3 separate regions of the Mus musculus genome follow, and all the other regions are linked to region 2. Evidence: chromatin contacts called from public Hi-C data. All regions are on one chromosome and are shown on one strand. Each heading gives the region's core, a stretch centred on a gene start, on an enhancer-like site or on the middle of the called end of the contact. The rest is flanking DNA. Distances are from core to core; before and after follow the strand shown. Region 1 has its middle 82 kb from the start of Gm35472. Region 2 holds the start of Tll1 (tolloid-like). Region 3 overlaps Tll1 (tolloid-like).

The links. A called contact is a pair of places that touch in the nucleus more often than the background predicts.
Region 1: a contact with region 2 is called in a Hi-C map of cerebellar granule neurons, with 1.8 times the contacts expected there. The contact joins the enhancer-like site here to the promoter of Tll1 in region 2. A contact is called at or near these places in 2 of 39 promoter capture datasets (the 3T3-L1 cell line and liver), 3 of 484 Hi-C or Micro-C datasets (brain, cerebellar granule neurons and uterus), 2 of 115 datasets of contacts at active chromatin or transcription factors (embryonic stem cells and heart atrium) and 2 of 9 other capture datasets (adipose tissue and embryonic stem cells).
Region 3: a Hi-C map of cerebellar granule neurons shows a contact between it and region 2, with 1.7 times the contacts expected there. The contact joins the enhancer-like site here to the promoter of Tll1 in region 2. A contact is called at or near these places in 1 of 39 promoter capture datasets (pre-B cells), 3 of 484 Hi-C or Micro-C datasets (brain and cerebellar granule neurons), 1 of 115 datasets of contacts at active chromatin or transcription factors (embryonic stem cells) and 3 of 9 other capture datasets (embryonic stem cells, liver and pancreatic islet).

Annotation. Positions count from the first base shown.
Region 1 is chr8:64,317,405-64,320,104 of GRCm38.p6, reverse strand. No RefSeq gene overlaps it. Among named protein-coding and RNA genes, the nearest start is that of Gm35472, 82 kb to the right of the region's middle. Within about 2 kb of position 1,419, at least 15 of the 459 cell types and tissues checked have an H3K27ac peak or open chromatin away from gene starts, as enhancers often do. A contact at or near this core is called in adipose tissue and cerebellar granule neurons, where this site is marked.
Region 2 is chr8:64,204,728-64,207,595 of GRCm38.p6, reverse strand. It overlaps Tll1 (tolloid-like), which reads left to right and starts at 1,588. Exons shown (of 21, transcript NM_009390.3): 1 at 1,588-2,381. The coding sequence starts at 2,213.
Region 3 is chr8:64,105,942-64,108,878 of GRCm38.p6, reverse strand. The region is part of intron 5 of Tll1 (tolloid-like); the gene reads left to right. Among named protein-coding and RNA genes, the nearest start is that of Tll1, 99 kb to the left of the region's middle. Within about 2 kb of position 1,483, at least 3 of the 459 cell types and tissues checked have an H3K27ac peak or open chromatin away from gene starts, as enhancers often do. A contact at or near this core is called in cerebellar granule neurons, where this site is marked.

The sequences.
Region 1 (2,700 bases), core at 170-2,669, 110 kb before region 2:
ACTCTGGCCATGTTCTTTAACCAAAGTGCTTTTAGCAGAAGTAAATTGTAAACTATTTCTAAGGTAGTCTCAATGCAGCCCACTTAAGGAATCCATTTAACCTCTAATTAAAAATATGGTGTAAATTCAGGATTCTTAATTTACTATGTTGTAGTTTGAGATATTCAATACTGTTTTCATTTAAATATAGATCATCGTAAAATATATGCACTTATTTTGATGAAAAATGCTTCTTTAAAAAGCAGAATTTCCATCAAATTCACAGTAATAGCTGTCAAAGCAAACAAATAATGGCCTAACTTTTTTCTTTCTGTTAATTTTTCTTTTTAGCTTCCTGGCTTTTGTGGCTTCTATTACTCTCTGATTATCAATGTTTAGCATAAATAAAAGATTAACTTCAGTCTTCATGGTCCCTCTCCATTCACCATTAAACTCCTTGACCCTCTCAAATCCAGTAGGGTCAGCGTTTTCTTTGGCCAGCTTGGGTCTTTGGCTTGGTACGGTGGGGCTCACGCCATGGAATCCTGTCAGCATAAGGGATATCCTTTGGAAAACAAGGAAAAACTCGGTGTCTTTTTTTTTTTTTTTTTTTTTTGAGTGTGTGTGTATGTGCAGACCAAAGTAGAGAATCTAGTTTTCCAATTTGTTAATGTGAAAGGCTCTAAAGAAGTTCTTAAGGACAAAGAAAAGGCTAATTAACTATTGTGTTGTAATTGCCATCAAGATTTACTAGGGCCCTTTCGTGCCAGGTAGCACATGGCCTGCACAAAAGACAATTTCTGCTGACAAACTTGCTGCCAGCCTGTGTGTCAGATCTCAAATGTTTGACTCTTTGTGCCAAAGACTTCTGATTAATTAGGAAAATTCACCGAGCATTTTATGAAAATAACTTTACAAGTCATTTAGGTACAACGTAGTGTTTTCCTGTCGAGTTTCCAGTAAACAAAAGGATATTGGTTGATTGTATGAGGGGCTTGATTATAACCTTTTGGCTCCAGATAATGAGCTGTGTCTTAATTCCAATTAATGGCTTGGAATTCCAGAGCCGTTGAGTTCGTTAGGGAAAGAAAAGGAAGTAAACACAGGAAAAACAGGGAAATTCTCCCATTGAACCCCAACGGCTTCCTCTTCCCAGCATTAATTTGTAGGCAGATTAAAGCCACAGATATTTGTCAGGGCACACAGACACACTGAGTGATTTTTAGCTGCTCCGAAGCGGGTTTTGTGTGAGCACAGCTGAAGAGATGAGGAGAGTTAAGTGTTGAGACTCTCCAGCCTGAACAGGAGTACAGTTTCTAAGAAGCTGCTACAGAGGGATGTTTTCAGTTACCGTTTTAGCTGGACATAATGGCTTCCCCACAGGAAAGCTCATGGATCCATAAAGTTGGTCCACTGCTCCTCTGTAGGAAAGGAGCTGTTTATTGCTGCAGCCTGTGCCACCTGCTCGGCACTCAAGTGTACATTTGTTCTCCTGGGAACAATAGGGTGGGGTAGTTACTCGAAACAGGGCTAGGAGCCAACAGTATTCCACTTCCAAATTCTGGCTGACTCCTCCAGTGACCTCTGTCTAGTCCCCTCAATAAAGTTAACCACTGCTTATTTAAAAGTGAAGCCCAGATATACAAGGCCTTGGGAAATAGCCATTCTTCTTTGGAATTTCTTTGGCATAGAACACACTAAAAATGATTCTTGTCATCAACAAATATTTATTGGGCATCTTCCATTAGCAAGCAACAAATGAGGCAAAGGCACATATTGCATCTGAATTTAAAACAGAAGTCATTTTTTAAGAAAAATAATTTATGTGAATTTCATGTACTATCTATAAAGATCTCTGAGTAGAATTAACCCTATAGAAGTTGATTACCCTGTATTTTTATATATTTACAGTATTAATTTTAAAGTTATACATTTTCAGAAGAGGGTATGTGTTTTCCTCCTAAACAATGCCAATGCCAATATGCCAAATAAATTCTTCCTTGTTGTTATTTGTACAACTGGAATAAGGAGTAGTATAATGACAATATATTCTCTGTGCCCTCTACAGTGGGTAACATCTCCTGGCCATGATGACACTTCATAAACAGCACAGGAGGCAGAGCATCCCTGCCAGAAGAATCTGCTGGCAGATGCCCAGCTTGAAGATTTTAGTATTATCTTTGACTTCTAAGGTTTGCAGAAAGAAAAAAAAATGTTCCAGAAATTAAAGATGTCAAAAGGATGGATATTCAGAAATGGAAGTTGAGAAAAAAATAAAAGAAATGTTTCTTGTGCTTTACAAACACAATTCCTTGTTCACTGACATCTCTAATATTTTAACAATGTAAGAGCTAATGAAGCAAACCTCCTGGCATCTTAAAACTCATGCTACCCAGATTAGTGTTACTACAAAGGCAGAAGCAGCCACAGCAAAAACAGATCTACACTCTCAACTTAGCTCTACTTTTAAAAATTTGTGAGCATAAGAAGCTGAGTTGATACTGTCCTCAGCTCCTACTGGGGAGCCCTAGACAGTATGCCTTGGCTATCTTCCATTCTCCTTGCTGTTCTGGGTAGATTTTTCAAATTCTCACTGAAGCCATTAGCTAGAGTCAAAGAGGGAAGAGAACATTAGATGTGGAAACCTCAAATAGAAGAGAATACACTTGGGATATTTTTTGTGTAGAGCCTGATTTTTCTTCGACTCAGGTCTTCATTCTA
Region 2 (2,868 bases), core at 339-2,838:
TTAGCCCTGCAGGAGCAACACCAGCATTAATTATACAAACAGCTTTTCTGTTTGGGTTGATCATGACTCAGCAAGAAATTTCGAAAGCAGTGTCTTTACCTCCTTAGCAAGCTTTTTTTTTTTTTTTTTCTGTTTTTTCTTTTATGTTTTATCTATTTAAACCCGCGGTCTGGGTCTGCTCTGTATGTCAGGATTAGATGTTTAAGATCTACAGGCAGAGGTCATCATTGTAGTGGTCATCAAGAAACTCCAACTTTGCCAAGCGAGAAACAATCACCTCCAGTCTACCTCCTACCCTTTTCCTTCAAGTAGAAAACAGTATGTTGTCCAGATTATCTGCTTGCTTTTCTGCAGCAAGTATAGAGTAGTCGCATCTCCAAGCCAAAGGTGGTTTTTTCCTATCCTAAGAGAGACAGATAGGCAAAGACAGACAGACAGACAGACAGACAGACAGACAGACAGACAGAGGATTCCGATATTCATGGCTCCCTGGCTCCTTACTTTTGCCTAAATGGCTACTTGGAATAGAGATGGGTTCCTCTAATAAAGATACAAAGGCACCAGAAGACAGTCCCTGCTAAAGTGACAGTAAAAGATATTGTTAGAAAAGGAAAGCTCTCAGCTCTCTGGGCTCCCGGAAGCTTGGGGGTGGGGGAAGTCGTCTCACCTATTTTGGAAACTACTTACAGATGTGGGGAAACCTCGGAATTGCTCACACCAGGGGCTTTTTTGCAGAGATTTCCTCTGATTTTTTTTTCCCTTCCCCAATTTCCCACAACCTGTGTTTGTCTTGAGTCTGCTAGGCTGAGGAGTGGTTTACCTCTCTGATCCAGCTGCCGGCTCTTACACCCTGTCCTAGGGAGGAAATCAAACAAGTGAAGCCGAAGGGTACTAGGAGGCGCTGGGCATGGGCGCCAGAACTGTCAGAAAATTTGCGAGGCGAGTATTCCAACTTCCCTTCCTGCGCCCACGTGAGCCCTAGCTCCAGCCCATCAGCGAGGGCTTAGCGTTTCCTGCTGGTGCGATCTGGAACTCGATTTTTTTTAAAAAAAATTAATTTCTCTAGTTCTTAGTAAAACTTTGTTGGTTAGGAGACTGCCTTTGCACAGATGCCTGTTTTCTTACCCAAACAGAGAAAGGTCAGATACTTTTCCTTCCACTCTTGAGGTAGGAAGGTTAAACAGCAGCAAGGGAAAGAAACACACATCGCCTATTTATCTGGGGGTGGGGTGGGGGCAAGATAGAGAGATTTGCAGCGAAGTTGTCACGATCCCTCGCGCCACCCCCGGTCTGGCGCTCTGCACTGACACGTACCTCATCTATTAATTGCTGTTCGTGGACGCAAATGCGGAATGCATTCGGTTTTTTATCTTTAGTAAAATAGAAATGGAAATGTCAGCGCGCTCGTGTCTGTTTGTTTGTATAAGGCTATCAAACGAAGTCAGAGAGGAGGCTGTGGCCCGGATCCTGACCCTGATTGTATGAATAAGTAAGCAGGATGCGAGTGATTGGGTTAGATGCTGCGAAGATTTTTTTTTTTTTCAAGTTAGGAAGAGGGTAAAAAGACAGCCTAGAGGGGGGGAAAGAGGCACTCCAAATCCTCACACCCCTTTGCTCTCCGGGCAGTCGGGAGCTTCCCTAGCTTCGGCAGGCTTTTAAGGTCTGGCGGCGTAGAAATGCCTATCCCCCACCCCCTTCCTCGGTCTCCCCTTTCAGTTCAGATGTGCTGATGTGCAGACCGGATTCATCTTCCCCGAGCAGCGGCGGTGGCAGCGGCGGGCGCAGGCGGCTGCAGCTCGCTCTCGGCCGCGGGGTCCTGACAGCGGCGGGGGCGCGGCGCGGGAGCCGGAGCTCCGGTGGCAGCTGAGCCCGCCGTGCGCCTCTCGCCGCGGCCGGTCGTGATCGCGGGAAGTTCGACCGCTGGAAGGACGACCTAGACCGAGCCGGGTTGGCTGCGGCTGCCCTGCGCCGAGCTCCTCACCTGCCTTCCGCCCACCCGCGGGCCCCCGGCCAAGTTCCCCAGCATCCGGGGGAGACAGGGAGACATTTGCCCTCTCTAGCGTCCTGAAGACATCCGCATGTCTCCGGACACCTGAACATTCAGGTCTTTCCGAGGAGCTTCCCAGTCGGGATAAGAACACTGTCCCTAGAGCCCCGCATATCCACGCGGCCCTCCGGGTCTGGTCCCCTCCTTTTCCTCTAGGGGAGGAGGATGGGTTTGCAAGCGCTCTCCCCGAGGATGCTCCTGTGGTTGGTGGTCTCGGGTATTGTTTTCTCCCGGGTGCTGTGGGTCTGCGCTGGCCTCGATTATGATTACACTTTTGATGGGAACGAAGAGGACAAAACGGAGCCTATAGATTACAAGGACCCGTGCAAAGCTGGTAAGTGCCTGTCTAAGTTGGGACTGTGGTGCGCTGCTGGGGACCAAGACGTTGGAATCTCCTTCAAGAGGCAATGAGAGCTCACCTGTTTCCTTCTCTCCTGCTCAGCCCCTCCATCGTTGCCCCTCCTCTCTCCCTCTCCTTTTTCCTCCCGGCTCTCCACCCTGCGCGGCGGCCCAAGTTCCCTGGAGTTCTGTGCTAGTAGGATCAGATGCCAAGCACTGGTCCCCCATCGCTTAAGGCAAACGTCCCGTCCTGTAGTTTCTGATCCCTCCCCCATCCCCTGTGAAATTAAACAAGTCATAAACACAGCTGGCTTCTGTGGGTTTTAAATGCCAGCACGCAGCGGGTTCAATGCACCAGGAAGGGACAAGACCTCCGCTGTTCCAGGACGAGGTTTCCCAGAGTTTGTTCATATCCGAGTAGGCAGAGTTTTCCAAAAGGTGGGTGGAGATGGCATCTCTGCCTCTGGACACTCCTTGTTTTA
Region 3 (2,937 bases), core at 234-2,733, 99 kb after region 2:
TTTTTATAAAAAAAAGTGAATATATGTTATCTTTTTCAATAGGATTTATACTTTAATTTTCCTCCCTATTTAAAGAAATTATGATGAAAAAGTAATGTTTTCAATGAATAGCTGTAATAGTAGCAATTACTATAAGAACAATAGTAGTAACAATAGTAGTACTTACTATAAGAAAACTATCAATAAAATGTGATATATTTTAGTGAAAATTCTTTGATTTTTTATGAGATATTTATGTCATTAAATTTGTTAACTTTAGTCTAATGTTCTTTATCTCTATTGTATTATTAGCCTCTTCAGCAACATTTTTCTAATACTTTTTAATGTTTTATTTTCAATAAACCTACCAATTTAATTTATTTAACTTTTTTTTTTTTTAGGTTTTGCTTCAGTATTTGGATTTAGTCTGTTTGAAATAAGATACCCATGAGATTATCATATATTTATTTCATGTGTACACCATTTTATGACACATTCATACTAGTTGGGAGGGACTATAACATTGAACAGAAGGTGTTTTCTTTCTGCAAGAGAATTTCATTTAAAAGATGTTGCTAGCCAAGATTATTGTATGCAAACAATAGAGACAAGTTAATTTAATAAAAAGTAATTTATTGGGAGGTTTTAAAATAAATTCTTAACCTCATGCAAAGGAAAAACTAGAGAGCCAGGTTGAGGAGCAAAGATCAGAAAGAGCCCCTTGTCCCTTGCTGTACCTGTTTTGCCACTGGCATCTCATCTCATTTCTGACTTATAGGACCTAATTTCTCATGTAGGGTTTATGGAGGCTGTGACATCTGTGAGGCTCTATTCTGTGAGCTAGAGCTGGGGTAGTGAGCAGGTTGGGGTCCTGTCTCCTAAAACGCTTACATTCTATAAAATACAGACAAGAATCAGAAAAATAACACAACACTTTCTTAGAGAAAATGAAACTAAGCTGAGAAGATTAAAGGTCAAATTTGTGGGGAGACTTGAAAGGGGGATGGAAGAGAGCCACGTGAATATTTCAGAGGTTGGACTTTCTGCTGTGATAGACAAAAAGATAGTGAGGCATGAGTTTACTTCATGTTCAAGGTAAAAGAGGGGGCAGTGATAACATGGCAATGACAACATGGCTAATGGTGAGGGATTAGCTATATGTCCTAATATTTGTGGATAATGGTGAGAGATGAGCTATATGTGCTAATATTTATGGATAGTAGTGAGAAATGAGGTATAACTGCTAATATTTGTGGATAGTAGTGAGAGATGAGCTATATGTGCTAATATTTATAGATAGTAATGAAGATAATTTAAGATTTCAGACAGCCAGATTTTGTCAGCTCCATGAATCTATGCCATTAAATCTAACATGCCTCTATACCTTAGAGCAACAAATGCTTTTTACTAACATATGACTATCTAAGTCCTATGTGCAGTATCATGAAGATGCCTCATTCTGGACACAGCTCTTCTTACAGCAGACCAAATGGCGACCACATGGTCAGCCATGTGTTGAGTCTTCAATGTTTTCCCTAGAGATGACAGTTTGGCTTCTGTGCTATTGTCCAGAGCAAGCTGTTTAACCAAACCCAGCATTAGTGAAACAGACACTCGTAATCATCAGCCAGAGATGGGAAATGAGTAGTTTTGAGCATTGACACAATTTACCACAGAGTTGCTGAATAATGGCACACACTGTGATAGTGAGGTAAGAAAGAAATGGAGAAAAATTTAGTGAACCATCCAGCACTCCACACGTCAAATGATAGGCCCTTAGAAAAGGGTACTCACATTGCAGTCCATGAGAAGGATTCTGGGCATAGCTTAAAGGTATAGCCAGCAGGACTGACTGCTGGGGGAAAAGGGAGGCTTCAGGATTACTGGTTGTACTTGAACTGAGAAAGCTGAAGGAAAATGATTTTCCCCAAGATGAGCTAATCAGTGTATAGGGAGGTGGTTTATTTATTTGTTATCTTTACTGAGAGTGAAACTTGGGGGATATACACTGAAATACTCCTCATGGATGTAGAAAAGCTAAGGAAGTTGGCTAGATATTTAAGTAAGCTCTTCAATATGTAGTGTCTGTCTTGAATACATTGCCCTGGATGCTTGTGCTAGCAGTGAATAGAAGAGGGAGAGCCCCTTGCCCTCATGTAGCTTATAGTGTAATGGGACACTTGAACTTCTATGTCCTGAGACATTTTAAAAATAGAAAATAGCTAAAGAATTTAGTAAATAAGTTCAAGACTCTTTGCCACTTTCTCTTCTATTAGATTCAGTGTATCTGGTTTTATGTTGAGGTCCTTGATCCACTTGGACTTGAACTTAGTGCAAGGTGACAAATATGGCTCTATTTTAATTCTTCTACATACAGACAGCCAGTTAGACCAGCACCATTTATTGAAGATGCTTTCTTTTCCCCATTGTATATTTTTGGCATCTTTGTCAAAGATCAAGATATTTTATATTATTTGTGGCGATTGTGAAGGGAATTATTTCCCTAATTTCTTTCTCAGCCTGTTTATCCTTTGTATAAAGGAAGGATACTGATTTATTTGAATTAATTTTATAACCAGCCAACTTGTTGAAGTTGTTCATCAACTGGAGAAATTTTCTGGTAGAATTTTTGGGGTCGCTTATGTATACTATCATATCATCTGCCAATATTGATACCATTATTTTTTCTTTACCAATTTGTATCCCCTTTAACTCTTTTTGTTGTCTTATTGTTCTAGCTAACACTTCGAGTACTGTATTGAATAGATATAGGGAGACAGCGTGGAGTGGGAGGAGGTGTGGGATGTGGAGCAGTCGGAGGGTGGATGGGAATTGAATATGGAGGATAAAAATAAAGGAAAATTAAAATTAAATTAAAAAGAATTTAGTCATCTTAATGAAGACAATATAGTGATTAAACAAAATAATTGGAAGTAATTTTTAAAAGTAAAAACAATC